Linked DNA regions of Bombyx mori: region 2 is linked to region 1. Evidence: chromatin contacts called from public Hi-C data. All regions are on one chromosome and are shown on one strand. The core of a region is the stretch at or near the end of the contact, and the rest is flanking DNA. Distances in the headings are between cores, read along the strand shown.

Region 1 (5,106 bases), core at 246-2,745:
ACCGGTAGTACAGACTATAATAATATGATCTGGCCACTATTCTAATAAAGAAATTGTGTGGGCATTTGAAGTGTGAAATTTGTGCTCAACACCGCAATAGAAATAACAGATCCTTGCCTAGTGCTGTATTCCAAGTCAGTGGTAAATTAAAAATCCATTTTGTTTTTTTCGTTCTACAACTGCCCTAGCATGCCCTAAAATTTATGCAAAATATCAAACTTATACCTCTGTAAAGAAACACATTAAACTCTCCATATTTAATTTACTGAAGTAGTTAAAATCCTCACCATTTTCTTAAATTAATTCATAAACATATCTTAGACTAGTTACAGACACCAATTTAAAACAACACTTAATTATAAGTTGAAGACTTTATATAAAATATATTACCAATAATAAAGGAAAAACTAAATAATGGAGATAAAAGCTACTTATATATTAAACTCAAGTTACAAATAGCATTGACAAGTATTGTTCCATTTCCATTAGCTTCTGTAATGAATGGTGTTAGGTTTCTCAATAGTATAGAATAGGGAATGGGTGCCTAATTATTTTGATAAAATAACAAATCTAAGTAAATATAGTAGTACAATTCAATGTCAGTAAAAAAGATAATTAAAAAAAAATTATTTTTTATATCGTATTTTTTTATTCTTATACATTTTTAGGTTACCATTTATTTATACACTCAGGGCATGTGTTCAAAGCTTTTTATTGTTATTATCTTTGTGTATGATTTTGATTATTTAATTCGATAAGCCAGATAACAATTTTACATTCTACAATTTTTTAAGGTAAATTAATAATTAAACAGTGTAATTGACTATTAAGTACTAGTTTAAAAACTCAATAATATCAAATATACACATTTGGAATGTTGGTAATGTTATTTGTTTGATTTTTGTGTTTATTGTACGCATTCGTAAATATTATGTTTTATTGATTTACCTCCGCATTGGTTCACCGTCAGCGGGAAAGTAGGCAACGTTCATTTCTCTTATTACTGGTTAACAAAATTCGACTGACAGAAATGGACTTTTGTTAGATCAAAATCGTATAAAGCACAGTAACGGTATGCGTGTGTGACTATCCTTTCACGCGTGCTAACATATGGCCCTGGTTACGCGAATGTATCAATTAACTCTAATTAGTACACCCCAGATCACATCCAAAGACCTTTGAATGTGACCTTGGACCACCTAAATTAAATTGTGACGAAAGCCTTGTACGTAGACAGATCTCAATAGATTTTTCTGTGCTATTTATCTTGTTATTTTTATAGACCTCATTCCTTAGACTTCCATCGCGAAATTATATTACTCACCTTGCACAAACAAGCTAATATCAGGTCACTCCACCCAAATCTTTCCATATTCCATGCCACACAAGATCACACACGATATCATTTTCGTTAAAATGCACAAACAAAAAAAACCAACGTGACGAGAGGAAGCGCATCGTTCAAGCTTCAAATTTATACTGACAGCCATGCTGCTGATGAGTCCGTCTTTATTGTGGACTTGTGCGCTGATTGGCTCCGCGCATCCTGATAAATAAAATTAAGTGCAAGTCTTGGCCAATAGTGTATTCGCATTTCAAAAATTCTTGATTTCACGCCAAAAACTAGTGCAACGTCGATAGCGTTTTGTTATTTAAAAATTCAAAATCCAATAAATTTCGGAAACAACATATATATTTTATTCAGTTTATTAAAAAAATGTGAAAATAATTCCTCTCGTCGTTATATTATATAGGTTTATTTGTTTTTTTAGCCTATCAATCTGTAATCTTCCCATATTTCAATAGCAAAACGCTATAGAAATAATTTGACATTATTAGAAACGACATTTGTGACATTGAAGTTTGTTTGTATTTTATTTGCCGATTTTAGGTTACCTACTTGTCAAATATCTACCACGCATTAGTGATTTTCAGTAATTGTTATAGGATTAAAGAATCATAATATCCTATGATATTCTTTTTTTGTCAAGCAAGATTCACTAAGAATTAGTGCTATTAGCTGTGAGTACTTCTTCTATCAGACCTAACAGAAAACAACATGGGGAAAAGGAACAACAAAAATCAAGTCCGAAAGAAAAAAGTAACTCTTGTATTTGATGAGGCCAAAAGAAAGTATGTAAAAGCATTTTAAATAATTGAGGTGTAATATTGTGGTTTTATTTACTAGAATAATATTTTATTTTTAGAGATTTTCTATGTGGTTTTCGTAAAAGAAAATTGGAGAGAAAAAAGAAAGCACAAGAAGATTTACAAAGGCTTTTGAAAGAAGAGAAACGACGGATTAAGCAAGAGGTAAATTTTAGTTCGAATCTCAGGCGCGTACCAATTTTTCTAATGAAATACGTACTCAACAAATGTTCACGATTGACTTACATGGTGAAGGAATGAAGGAAGGAAACGTGTAATAAAAATCAAACCCGCAAAATTATAATTTGCGTAATTACTGGTGGTAGGACCTCTTGTGAGTCCGGGCAGGTACGTACCACCACCCTGCCTATTTTGCCGTGTTTCGGTTTGAAGGACGGGGCAGCCGCAGTATAGACTGAGACCTTAGAACTGATGTCTCAAGGTGGGTGGCGCATTTACGTTGTAGATGTCTATGGGCTTCAGTAACCACTTAACGCCAGGTGGGCTGTGAGCTCTTCCACCCATCTAAGCAATAAAAAAAAAGAAGTAAATATCATTAATTTCATTTTCAGAATAAAGAATCTTACAAAAAACTAGTTGTTTCCAGTCGTCCTTTACCTGATATAGAGCAATTGCTGAAAGAAGAATATGAAGATGATGATGCAGATGTTAAAGTAAAAATTGTTGAATTATCTTCAGACACATTACAAAAAAAAGATCTAGTTATTGGTGAAAATAGACCAAAAGTACTACCTGAAAAAAAGGAAACTAAAAAAAAAGATCAGTCTGACAAAAATACAAATCATATTCCTGGTATGGGATCTGATGTGGAGAGTGCTGAGCCATCCGATGAAGAAGAAACTGAAACAGAAGGCTTAAAAACTAAAAAAGAGATAAAGAAAATGCTTAAAAAACAAGCAACTAAGAAAATTCAGAAGAGTAAAGTTTTTAAGATGAAAAGTAATATGGAAAGGGTTCAGAACAAGAAAAAATCTCAGCAAAAGAAAAGGCATATGACTGGTAAAAGTGATCCACGGAAAGCTAAGGGAAAAAAGAAAATTGGGAGGCGAAAACAATAAAGAAATAAATAAATTATACTGAATATATAATTTTTATTTCTTAAAAAAATCACACTTAAAGATGTAGATAACATGTTTAATTATTATAAACTTACAGATGTTATTTTAGTGCTGACCGTGTTCTAATTTTTTTTAAATTTTCCAGTTTTTTAGTTTCTGTTCTTTGATTAACTCTAGGCGATTTTCTTTTTAAAGGTAATTTAGGCTCATCGCAATGGACATCTGCTTTTTTGAATATTCTTTTACCACCACAAGTGTCTTTCGTATGTTTAAGATTTTCATAGGACTTGGAAGCTTTTGTACTATTATTTTCATTTGACGTCGCATCACTATGTAATTCAAATTGGTTATTGAATTCTGGTTTTTTTAATTTATCTTGATGTTTTTGTGGTGTAGATGTATTAATTTTGTCCAATTCTAAATCTTGAATCTTGGTATTCACTTTTGGACTTATAGTTTTCCAAGTCTTTTCATTTTTTACTTGAAAATCTTCCATATCAGCTTCAATTTTAATTCCAACTTCAATTTTATCTCTGGTTTGTTTGTCAGATTTTTTTGGCGATTTTTTCCCTATAGTACTTGCAGGGCAAATATCATTATTCAGGCATTCTCCACAATTAGGTTTTATTGGTTGACATATAGTTTGGCCAAATCCAACAAGTAGATGATTAACTTCACTCCATTGTTCAAAAGGCAACCAACTCTGTAGAGCTAGGCGAGTTTCCTCAGGAGTTTTAGTTGGTTTTTTGACCCATCCAATCCTATTGCATATCCTATGTACATGTGTGTCAACACCTAAAATAAAACATTTAAAAAAATGGCTTGCATGTTTTCTTAACATCGTCAAATACCCACTTTAAGGTCATAAAGCCAGTGCAGCCTTTTCTTAACATTGTGGCCAGAAAGGATCTTTAACTATACAATAAGTTGGCATAATAATATGCTAACAGGCCAAGAACTATAGTAAGTTCTGTAGTCAGTTAACTATCTCTTATGCATTTCATGATGAGACTTAAAACAGCAATTCCTGCCTCTATGTTTGAGAAAAATGTTGTGTAATTACCGATTCCAGTGATCTTGTTCCAAGCAACCTTCATACAAATATGTGCCATTTTAGGACCAACACCATTCAGTTTGCACAACTTTTCGACTGAATCGGGGATGTCTCCATTGTACTGCTCTTTTAGAATTCCTGTTGTTTTTTTTATGTATTTTACTTTTGTCTAAAAAAATATTGGTATTACCTTAATGCATTTATTTTAATTGGTATTATTACTCTATTTGTTGCAACATTTGAACATTGAGTTTGGCTATTAACAATTCATATAATTCAAATTGTAATTTGTTTTAAAGTATTACATAATATCTAACCATCTTTATGATAATATTTTTTTAATTAATTGATCTAAAAATTATGTCCAAAAGAAATAAAAAGATACGGAAATCTACATCTACAAATCTACAAAATCTATCTTAAAACCTATTAATTTATATTTTAGATTAGATCATACTTGCCTTCCAAAATCCAACAGGATATATCAACTGACCTAGTTCTTCATCACTCATACTCAACACATTATCAACTGTAAGACCCCGAGCCCGAAGCCTCTGCATAGCAGTAAAGTTAACTTGGTCCTTGGTTTGGCTTGATAGCATCAGAGAAACTAAGCATTGATATCTGTACACCTATTAAAAGTTTCAAAATATATAAATTTGGATGTGTGTGGTTGTGGATATTATTGCTCACACATTTTCATTATTAAGAATGTAATTAGCCTATAATTTTTTATGCTAGATTTACAGTTGTAGGAAAATGTAAAATAAAGTAACAAAAGCAATCTCTTTGAAAATGAAACTAATGACCTCTGGTGGTACATTC
Region 2 (4,868 bases), core at 1,774-4,273, 46 kb before region 1:
ACAAATGTTCACGATTGACTTCCACGGTGACATCGTTTAATAAAAATCAAACCCGCAAAATTATAATTTGCGTAATTACTGGTGGTAGGACCTCTTGGGAGACCGCACAGGTAAGTACCACCACCCTGCCTATTTCTGTGGTGAAGCAGTAATGCGTTTCGGTTTGAAGGACAGGGCAGCCGTTGTAACTATACTGAGACCTTAGGACTAATATCTCAAGGTAGATGGCGCATTTACGTCGCAAATGTCTATGGGCTCCAGTAACCACTTGACACCAGGTGGGCTGTGAGCTCATTCACCTATCTAAGCAATAAAAAAAAATCACTAACTGAGTTGTCCGCTCAGGTCAGTTTTAGAGTTGTGGTGTTACCGATGTTTTTAATGTTGAGGTTATTGCGAGAGACCCGCGTGAGGGTAATATAAATAACGTAGAAACTTTTATGTGATCGTTTCAATTTGGAGCATTATCTAGATAGTTATGTACTCACAGTGCGGTCCGAGAGGGCGCGTGTGGCGTCCCTCCCCGGCGGAGTCCCCGCTGCCGTCCTCGCCGCCCTCCTCTACGCGCTCCAAGGACACACGCGGCGTCACCTCCGGGTCGCATCTGCATCACAAAGTATAATTACGTCTCTGCCTGGCCACCGGGCACAGAACTGGCTACTTATCGCAAAAGCAAAAACTAGCGGAGCAGAAGAGCTCGAGGTTCAATTGAACTTCAGTGGCTGCTAGAGACTATTACTGGTTGTGGGACCTCTTGTGAGTCCGCTCGGGTAGTTACTACCACCCTACCTATTTCTGCCGTGAAGCAATGATGCGTTTTGGTTTGAAGGGCGGGGCACCAGTTTTAACTATACGTTGTAAATATAGAATTCATATCTTAAAGTGGATTGCGGCATTTACGCTGTAGATGTCTATGGGCTCAGGTAACCACTTAATACCAGGTGGGCTCTGAGCCCGTCCACCTATCTATGCAATAAAAAAAAACCGCCTGCAAAGCACAGACAACGCAACATCGCCGCACATCGCGCACACACGAGATCAGTCTCAGTTATATTGCATAATAGTTATCCCATCGTTCAAACCACAACGCAAGATTGTTAAGTGTAGTAAGTTAAGTTAATTATTGTAATGTTGTAATATTGTAATTAATAACTGTAATGTTTGATGGAAACAACAATAACTCGATAAAATTACCTGAGAAAGGCCTTCAAATTAATCAGCACTTTATTATTAGGGCAGGGGTCCCGGTCTGCGAGCTGCGCCAAAAGCGTCGCCAGTGTTTTCGCCGAATTCGCCTGAAGTTCCTCACACCATTCCTTCTTAATGCTCTCCATCAGGGGCCTCACCACTGGGTTCAGTTTCTCTGGCAGGCAATGGAGATTCGCGCAGGCTCCCGCTATGGCAGCTTGAACCCTGCGAAACGTTTTTATGAGTATATTATAATTTTTTTATTGTTTATCAGAACTCATCAAATCCAAATTAGCTAAAAATCAGGATCAAAGGTTCGAATGTAAGAATTTACGTTACATTGTTGGTATGTGATATTTTACAATATTACAATTTCAATCTTCTCATTTTAATTACAATAATGTAATACTTAAGCTCGTCTATACTAATATTATAAAGAGGAAAGATTTGTTTGTATTGAATAGACTCCGAAACTACGGAACTAATTTCAAAAATTCTTTCACTGTTTGGAAGCTACCTTTCACCGAGTGACATAGGCTATAGTCTTTTTTTAAAAAATTAGGGATCCTTACTAAAACTCCAATAATGTTACGAAAATAAAAGTTCACTAAAATAATAATAATTATTCAAACTACCTTTATAATTTTCAATTTTGTTAAAGACCCGAGCGAAGCCGGAGCGGGCCGCTAGTAGTTGGTAAGGTTAATTAATTCCCGATCAACGTTCAGGTGTTGGTCTCCTTAAATTTCGTGTATTTTTAACTTTATTGTCTTGGTTTATAGTGTAATAACGTTTAACTTTGTCAACGAATACTGTTCGTATTAATTTTCAAGTGTAATGTGTTGATCTGCGGTGGCGGGGTACGTACGCGACGGCGAGCGCGGCGTGCATGGCGTGCGTGTGCGCGGCGGCGGCCCGCAGCGCGCGGCGGCGCTCGTCCAGCGCGGGCGCGGCTCGCTTGGGCTTCATGCGGCTCACCATGCCCTGCGCGGCGCCCGTCAGCTGCACCACCTGCCGCACGCACGCACCCTACTCGTTAACTACTTACACAAAACAAATATAACTGTACCCTGTATTAGTATCGACCGCACTATGCTTTAAGCTGTTGTTACGCGCGCGTGGATAAATAAAACTTTCACCAAAGTACAAATTAAAAAATATTCAACACTTAAAACACTTAAGGAACACTTAATTCGCAATTCACTTCTTCCGCTTCGATATGAGTTTCCGCTATTTGATAATAGACGGCGTATTCGATATTACTATAATAGTCCTTTTGATATTTGTTTCTGCTATTTCATGACAGATGGTATTACTCTTACCGGCGTAACAACATTAAGTCGTTTAAGACACAAAGAGATATGCTTATTTAGAATTAAACGAATGACTAATTTGGGACGTACCTGTTCCAATCTCACAATATTGTTGAACTCCTCACCGTCAACTGGTAACTTGTAATGTTTCAAGGTCGCCAAAAAATCTCTTGCCTCTTGGAGTATCCTATAAGCAACGCGATAAAATTATTATGAACATCAATATTTATTCATCTTATTTTGTAATTAAAACAGAACTTGTCAAAAATATAATCCAGATAGGAACTCAATTCCGTATAGAATTTCTTTTATTTGCTGCATGAAAAATACTAACTAAAAAACGAAAAATAAGCTCTCTAATATAAATTAAATGGCAGTAAGGTATTTCCGCCACTGACTCTTTATTATGGTTACGTTTTTCGTGACACCAATAATACATTCAAGTCCTAGGTCGGTTACGCGCAGGATGCTCGTGTCGGAGCAGCGTCTACTCGCCTGTTGCAGTTGAGAGCCACCTCGTCATAGTACAGCGCCTGGTTGAGCGCCGTGTGCAGGGTGGACACCAGCGACGCCGGAGCCAGCTTTGATATGTCGTTCGTTTCATAATTTTCATCTTTCTCTTCATCCTGGAACGCATTAATATTTTTTTTTATTGCTTACATGTGTAGACGAGATCACAGCCCACCTGGTGTTAAGTGGTTACTGGAGCCCATAGACATCTACAACGTAAATGCACCACCCAACTCGAGATAGAAGATCTAAGGTCTCAGTATAGTTACAACGGCTGTCCCACCCTTCAAACCGAAACGCATTACTGCTTCACGGCAGAAATAGGCAGGGTGGTGGTACCTACCCGCGCGGACTCACAAGAGGTCCTACCATCAGTAATGTTTGTCGTTAGTGACTTTTGGTTGGAGTAGAGTAGAGGGCTGCGAGTGATGACGTACCGGGTGTGCGGGGCGCGGGGCGGGGGGCGGGTAGAGGCCGCGGCGCCGCGTGTGGCGCGCCCAGGCCGACACTACGAGGCTGGCCACCAGGCGCTGCAGGGCGCTGCCCGAGCGGAGGTACACCACCATCACCTGGAAACGTCATTACCATCTTAGGTTCGAATTGAATTCGTGTCAACTGTTCATCGTCTCATATTGTAATGTTTTGATTTCTTAGAGGTCCGTTAATAAAAATCCCCAAAAACACTACAACAATATTATGAAGTCGCTCAAAGGAAACATTTTTAGCGGCCGAGTATTTCTTCCTATTTGTTTAAGATAAAATTGATAGCCCGGACAGAAAATGGGAGTTGGCGTTAATAATGTGATTTAAGCTTCGAATTGTCTGCACATTACATTGTCTATGGAATCCAGTCATTGCTCGACTTACAGTTTAGACCGGAAGTTTTTTTGTTTTATTGCTTAGAAGGGTGAACGAGCTCACAGCCCACCTGGTGTCAAGTGGTTACTGGAGCCCATGGACATCCACAACGTAAATGCGCCACCCACCTTGAGATATAAGTTCTAAGGTCTCAAGTAAGTTAATCTTGAGATATAAGTTCTAAGGTCTCAAGTAAGTTAATCTTGAGATATAAGTCCTAAGGTCTCAAGTAAGTTAATCTATTCATTTACATTAATAAGGGAAAAGTTTAAATGATCTTATAAACTGGACTGTTCAAATCTAACGTCGAAGAATACTCAAATATCGGCGCACATACCTTCACGTAACAGTCGATGGGGCTCTCTTCTTCCGCCGTGTAGTCGATGCCGGGCGCGGGCTGCACCAGGTAGCACGACAGGTGCCCTGGCGACCAGACACACCATAATTTTGTATATTAAAGCTTTTTATTTTATTATTTTCTCAGTGGGTCGCGTTTCCGATCCGGTGGTTTTTACGTTAACGGTGGTGTTAACGATAGGTTTGAGTCTCGTGAGCTCACCTACTAACCCGGTGACGTTGATATGGTATTTTAGGTAGGAAAAAAAAATCGTTTTAATGAGTGGACGAACTCACCGCCCATCTGATGTGAAGTGATAGTTAAAGAGATAAGACTCCCAGTTTTACAGTACAAAGCCTGCTCCACCCTTGAAACTGGAATAAATAGGCGTGGTGGTGGTGCAAGTGAGCTCACGGAGTCACGTGCCTCCGGTCGAGTCTACAAGTTTTTTTTTTATGATTGAAGGATTACTGTTGGCCCAGAGACCTTTCCAGTTTCACCAGGACAGGTGGGCGAGCAAAGGCTCAGCCAGGAGGGGTGGGATTTGTTAGTAGCTGCCTGAGCGCCTCCGAATCGCGACCCGCTGAGAAAATCCGGCGAGAAACTCAGCGGGCTGATGCATGGGTTAGGTTGCACGTCGACGCGTACGGTTACCGGGGCCC

Evidence for each region. A called contact is a pair of places that touch in the nucleus more often than the background predicts.
Region 2: a Hi-C map of midgut shows a contact between it and region 1, with 2.3 times the contacts expected there. The contact joins the enhancer-like site here to the promoter of LOC101746640 in region 1. A contact is called at or near these places in 6 of 7 Hi-C or Micro-C datasets (middle silk gland, midgut, posterior silk gland and 2 more).

Annotation. Positions count from the first base shown.
Region 1 is chr17:13,420,668-13,425,773 of ASM3026992v2, reverse strand. It overlaps LOC101746640 (TATA-binding protein-associated factor 172), which reads right to left and starts at 1,495. Exons shown (of 34, transcript XM_038016718.2): 1 at 1,325-1,495. It overlaps LOC101739431 (nucleolar protein 12), which reads left to right and starts at 1,509. Exons shown (of 3, transcript XM_004932517.5): 1 at 1,509-2,133; 2 at 2,208-2,313; 3 at 2,721-3,257. The coding sequence starts at 2,060. The coding sequence ends at 3,227. LOC101739562 (endonuclease III-like protein 1) reads right to left here. Exons shown (of 6, transcript XM_004932520.5): 3 at 5,091-5,106; 4 at 4,743-4,913; 5 at 4,291-4,450; 6 at 3,241-4,022. The coding sequence ends at 3,328.
Region 2 is chr17:13,467,941-13,472,808 of ASM3026992v2, reverse strand. It overlaps LOC101746640 (TATA-binding protein-associated factor 172), which reads right to left. Exons shown (of 34, transcript XM_038016718.2): 15 at 4,207-4,292; 16 at 3,449-3,580; 17 at 2,997-3,127; 18 at 2,592-2,688; 19 at 2,057-2,199; 20 at 1,195-1,413; 21 at 489-604. Among protein-coding and RNA genes, the nearest start is that of LOC101739893, 19 kb to the left of the region's middle. Within about 2 kb of position 3,023, at least 1 of the 8 cell types and tissues checked has open chromatin away from gene starts, as enhancers often do.